Linked DNA regions of Mus musculus: region 2 is linked to region 1. Evidence: chromatin contacts called from public promoter capture Hi-C data. All regions are on one chromosome and are shown on one strand. Each heading gives the region's core, a stretch centred on a gene start, on an enhancer-like site or on the middle of the called end of the contact. The rest is flanking DNA. Distances are from core to core; before and after follow the strand shown.

What was found. Promoter capture Hi-C pulls out the DNA fragments that hold promoters and counts their contacts.
Region 2: a contact with region 1 is called in a promoter capture Hi-C map of second pharyngeal arch cranial neural crest, with 3 times the contacts expected there. The contact joins the enhancer-like site here to the promoter of Ndnf in region 1. A contact is called at or near these places in 7 of 39 promoter capture datasets (the 3T3-L1 cell line, 3T3-L1-derived adipocytes, cranial neural crest and 3 more), 2 of 115 datasets of contacts at active chromatin or transcription factors (forebrain and stem cell-derived neural progenitor cells) and 1 of 9 other capture datasets (embryonic stem cells).

Annotation. Positions count from the first base shown.
Region 1 is chr6:65,670,273-65,673,051 of GRCm38.p6, reverse strand. Ndnf (neuron-derived neurotrophic factor) reads right to left here and starts at 1,441. Exons shown (of 4, transcript NM_172399.3): 1 at 951-1,441. Gm36144 (a long non-coding RNA gene) reads left to right here and starts at 1,805. Exons shown (of 2, transcript XR_869148.1): 1 at 1,805-2,193.
Region 2 is chr6:66,150,663-66,153,495 of GRCm38.p6, reverse strand. All of the region lies in intron 2 of Gm36408 (a long non-coding RNA gene), which reads left to right. Among named protein-coding and RNA genes, the nearest start is that of Gm36408, 120 kb to the left of the region's middle. Within about 2 kb of position 1,510, at least 13 of the 459 cell types and tissues checked have an H3K27ac peak or open chromatin away from gene starts, as enhancers often do. A contact at or near this core is called in second pharyngeal arch cranial neural crest, where this site is marked.

The DNA of each region.
Region 1 (2,779 bases), core at 192-2,691:
TTCTGCAGCTGGAGCGACCGACTTCAAGAATTCTCACACCTCGGCCTGGGACGGGGAAGAGAGTTTGAGAATGAAGCTCGAGCGACAAAATGAAAGAGCACACCAAATCACAGTTGCGAAGCGCCCGCCAGGGAAGAGCGGAGCGGGTCTGTAAGCTAGCGCTTTAACTCCGCAGGCTCCCTGCCCGCGCGACAAGGAGAAAGGTGGCTCGGACTAGAGAGCTCCGGCCGGCACACACACACTGGAGAGGTCACCACACAGGGTGGCCGCTGTGGTGGAAGGAGGGTGTCCGGACCTCCGTAGCTACTCTGCTAAGCTTCGGAAAGTATGAGCGGGACCTAGACCACCCAGCTTAGGGAAGTTTCTCTAAGGATGCTGGTCTGCGTGGCAGAGGACAAATGAGGAGAAAGCGCGGGGTCGCTGGGCTAGTCCCAGAAGATTCCTTCCACCGCCGAGCAGCCACCGTCTGCATGGAGCCCACCTCCGTGCTCCACTCCGCGAGTCCTGTAAGCTTCGCAGACCCACGCTAGTGCCCCCGAACACCTCCCGCCCCAACACCCAGTCCCGCAGAACTAGCACATATGGAGGACTTTGAACCCGGGGAGAGAAGCAAGAGCCCACCGCCAACCGGCCAAAGTCAGTGTCTAGTCAGGGCTAGGATAAAGCGGGCGGTTCCGGGGTTCCACTCCAGCCCGATGCAGCGTGTCCACCTCCCCAGCACTGCCGCTGTCTGCCCACCAAATACATCAGAGACCCAGCCACAGACCGACCAACTCAGTGAGAGCTGCCCACGTCCGTGTTCTAGAGAGTCTCTGGTCGCTCCTTTCCCTGTGTGAGGATGCACCTCAACCCCGACCATAAACCAGCCCTTAGATGCAAATGCAGTCGGGCCAGGTCCGCACCGGCGCAAGAAGGCGCCCGGGGAGGTGAGATTCGATCTTGCTCCTTACCTTAAAGAATTTGTTTTTTCTAGTGGGAAGAAGAAAGTTTGGTTGGTTTTTTTTTTCTTCTTCCCGGGGGGTGTGTGGTGCGGAAAAAGCCCAGGTCCGGGGATCCTACCAAGATGTCAAATACCAGGATCCACGAACCGAGGGGACGTGCACGCTAGGGCAAATGTAATGCCCAAGTGTCCCAACTTTGTGGCGGGCGCTGCAAACTTCCAACACAAGCAGAAGGCCGGCGACACGCAGCCGCAGAAGTTGCTGCGAAGTGGCGCAGACGGCGGCGCCGGCCCGGGGGTCTCAGGACAGCGCTGGTCAGTGCGGGCGCTGGGTGGCGGGAGGATACTGAACGCGCCCGTGGAGCTGGCACTGCCGGACGACTGGCTCGCTAAACGCCGGCGCGGGCTGCAGAGACAGAGCCCCGTGCACCAGCCACAGAGGCGGCGGCTCATACGCGGCTCGCTAAGCTCTGCTCTCTCGCCGCTCCGGGCAAGGAGTGTGCGCTGGCTCCTGGTGTCACTGCAGAGCTTGAGCCTCTGCCCCTCCCAGCCCGCCCGCCGCTGCCCGCTGCCCCGCCTTCCTCTGCCCGCCGCTCCCCCTTCGTGCCTCGCGCCCTCTCTCCCGCTGCGCGCCAGCGTGCAACACACACACACACACACACACACACACACACGCACGCACACACACATACACACACACACACACACACACACACACACACACGTTCCTTTGCTGCCTCTCTCGCGCATACATTCCGGTCCAACGACCAAGTACTCCTCACACAAGACCCTCGTGGGGTTGCAGTCTGGTGGGGGTTGGGGGGGTGGGGGGTGGTGTCACAGGACACATTGCTTTCTTTAGGTCCCTGCCACCGGGGATGGGGAGAGGGGTGGGAGGGCGCCTTTGAGACCCCCAACAATGATGCACGACTAGACGCGCACGGGGGACCATCTCAGTGTCCAGAAGCCGGGGAGCACAATGGAGAGGAACTCTGAGCTTGGTTAGTGATCTGGAGTGTTCAGTTGGAAGACTGGAGGTTGGAGGAAGCGAGCGAGCGAGCAAGCAAGCGTAGAAGGCGACTCTCGCAGACCGCCTGCCCCAGCCTTCACTCTGGAGCGTTTGCCTCTGCAAATTCAGCCTCTGGGGCTTGAAACTCAGCAGCTGTTTTAACAATTGAAAAAAAAATGACCCTACAGGACCAGTGAGGCCCAGCAAAACTTGGAAATCCATTAAGGCTGACTAGGTAATTATGGTAAGAACTTGCTTAATTAGCAACCTGGCCTGAGCCTGGGTGTGTGTATGGGTATGGAGTAATATTTAGAAATCTCATTTTCGTGACTGAGAATCTAGACTAGCAAGTCTCTTTTCCCTTCCTTCCTTCCTTCCTTCCTTCCTTCCTTCCTTCCTTCCTTCCTTCCTTTCTTTCTTTCTTTCTTTCTTTCTTTCTTTCTTCAGACTCTGGCTTTTAGGGAATCAAGTTCTAAGAATATACTACACAGGATTCATTAATAGTGTCTGTATTGAAAACATGAAAACACTTATCTACTTCCATTGTCACCAAAGCAAAGATAAGATGAAATTCAACCTTATCGAACCCTCATTTATAACTATAAGCTTTCTGTTAAATGCCTTTGAAAAGCAAGCATCTTGCAGACAGCAGTTCAGCCCACTTTCCAAAGTTCTGCTGCTAGGGGGTCCACTACTACTCTAGGTGGGTTTGTTAAATGCTTCCATGCTGTGACATAGTTTAGTAAACGCCATAAAAGGCTTAGAAGGTGCTGGGATACAGATTTCAGTGCAGAACTCTGGAGTATGGTGGAGTCCAGGCAAATAAGGAT
Region 2 (2,833 bases), core at 261-2,760, 480 kb before region 1:
GGTGGGGATGAAGAACATGGATGGCTAAAGAAGTGGAAAATGAGCAATGTTTCTTCAGTTAAATTTATATGCACCAGTCACCAAGAAGCACCATTTGCTAGCTTTAAATAAGGCAAATCAAATGCAGAGTTAGCTGAACTAGTAACCCCAGCATGCTTATGGATATTCCAACTAAATGGCTATGGTACTCAAGTCAGATGGCTGGTGTAGTCTACTCAGATGACTCGGGTAGAAAAATTAGATGGCTCAGGTCCATTGGCTCTGGTAGTCTACTCAGGTGTTTGGAGTACTCTAGTCAATGGCTGTGGTACCCTAGCCATAGAGCTGTGGCACTCTAGTCAAATAGTTGGGGTAACCTAATCATACAGCAGTGGTAGTCTAGTGTGATGGCTGGGTATTCCAGGCCAATAGTTGGGGTTCAGGGTCACAATATCTTATCAAAGTCAGCTAGGGAACTTAACATTTCAATGTAGGTGTCCGTTTATCTTCAAAATGAGTATAATATCACCACCCACATGAAAACGTGTTAGGAATATTCAGAGACATTGTCCCTAAAATGGTGATCAATAATATGTTATATAATATGATTTGTTGTTTGTATTTTTTAAAAAGCCCAAGGAGTTTCATTGAACAAATATTAGTTCTTGATAATGTATAAGGGGCTTAACCTGCAATCTCACCCAAATATTTTAGCCATGTGATTCAGAGTTCAACAAAAACTTAGTACATTGATTCACTGCACAGACAAACATGGATTTGTGTGGTAATATGAGGTGGATTTAAGCAGGCTTTTTGGGATAATCCAGGAAAATTGCAGCCAGCTGATAGAAGTCTTCTTCACGTGGATCTAGTTTTACTCTGGTCTTCTTGCTTGTTGGTAGCAGCAAAATATCTCATTAACTTCATCCTTCTGGCATCCACCTGGCCTTGCACTGCTGGACCTTGAGCTTCAGTGATGTCATTCTTTGATCTTTCAGTTTTAACGTCCATCTGGTGCATGATCCTAGTTTGGAGCATCAAACTATGAGAAAGAAAACCTCCAATTAACATAATAAACTGATTATTTTTATTAAATAATGTTTAAAAATAGGCATGGTCTCACGCTTCCAATAGATCTGGAGTGATAATTTCAAACTGTGTTTTCTTGCCTTTGAGTAACCTAAAAGAAAAGTGGGGCACTTTGCACCTCCATTTATCCCTGTCCATGTGTTAAAAATAAAAACAAATTAAAGCTGCACAATTAATCCCCAGTTCTCAGTAATCAAGAAAAAAAAGAAATAGCTTGGGGGTTCTGAATAAGCCTCGTCATATAAAAAGTCTTAGAAGGAAAACTGAAGACATATGACTGACAAGATAAAAGAATAATAAGAAAGAAAATGCTGAGACATTGAGCTTGGTGGCTTTCTTTCTCAACTGAGCCAAAAAGAAGAGGACTTTGTGGTAAGTACTGCAGGCAGAATCGCCCGGCACATGTGGGGCTGCACACATCTGCCATGCAGGTGTTCGGATGGATTTTGCCATCACTCCAAAAAACAGTCATACATTGTCTTTTTTAAATTGAGGGTGGTGTGAGCACCAGTGGCAGTCAGTGTTAAATGTCAGGCATACAACATATTTATTCAAGTCAGAGTTGCTATGGAGCTGCTGTGTGACATCTTTTGTAGTTAATTCTAACCAGTTGAAATGTTTAATGAAAATGACACAGAACCCAGTGTGTGTGTGTGTGTGTGTGTGTGTGTGGGTGGGTGGGGGGTGTCTGTCTCAGTTTCTCTCTAGGTCTCTGTCTTTCTCTCTGTCTCTGTGTGCGTGTTTCTCTCTCTCTCTCTCTCTCTCTCTCTCTCTCTGTGTGTGTGTGTGTGTGTGTGTGTGTGTGTGTGTGCGCGCGCGCGCGCGCGTGCGCCTTTCTCTGTCCCTCTCTTCAGAATAACATCTTCAGAGGAAGCAAATGAGAATTATTTCTTGTTTTCATTTCTGAAGATCCTTTCTTTAAGTTTGGGCTTACAGGAGATAAATGGATTCTTTAGTTTGAAAGGAATAAAAAGGTGGTCAGGAAGGTTGCTGATCACAGAGTTAGTTTGAAATTACAATTCCATAGTTAAAACGAATCCTTGTGCTAACAGAGTCAGCATTTTTTGTCTGCCATTTTTTACACTCTTTTGGATTCAATGGTACCTAGATTTAGTTTTCCCTCTCTCCCTCCCCTTTTCCGTCCCTTCCCTCTCCTCCTTACTCTCTTCCTCCTCCTTCCCTCCTTACCTTTACTTCCCCCTTGTCTGTCCACTCCTCCTTTCTTTCCCTTCTTTTTCATTTTGTGGTGAGTATTTATTCTACAAAATCATGGGCTTCAGTACAAAACTGTCGTGCATGCCCAACATATGCTTGACCTAGCCCCATTATCTTATCCTGCTCCTCTCTTCCCTCTCCTGATCATCCCTCATTCCTCTAAAATTAATACCTTCAAGTCTGATCCCCCAATCACTACTGCACATAAACAGTAGGAACAGAGCCTTTGACGATAAAATTTCACATAGGACTCAGCTTTACAACTTGTGAGTTTGGCACATGGCCATAGCAGGAAGTACTACTGTTGCCTCTAAATGTTCAAATATAACTTCAGAGCCTCTCTGCTTGTCTGTGCACTTCCAACAGCATCTGGCTGATTGGCACAAGCATGGTTGCCTATAGCTAAGTCATGCTATCATGGTGACCATGAGATGTTTATTCTCCCATCACAATGCAAAATCTTGGGAAAAATTAAATATCTCTTGGTTCTAGAAAGGGTGAAATCAGGTAATTTGCTTCCTATAGACAGAAATCATTTCAACCATTGTGT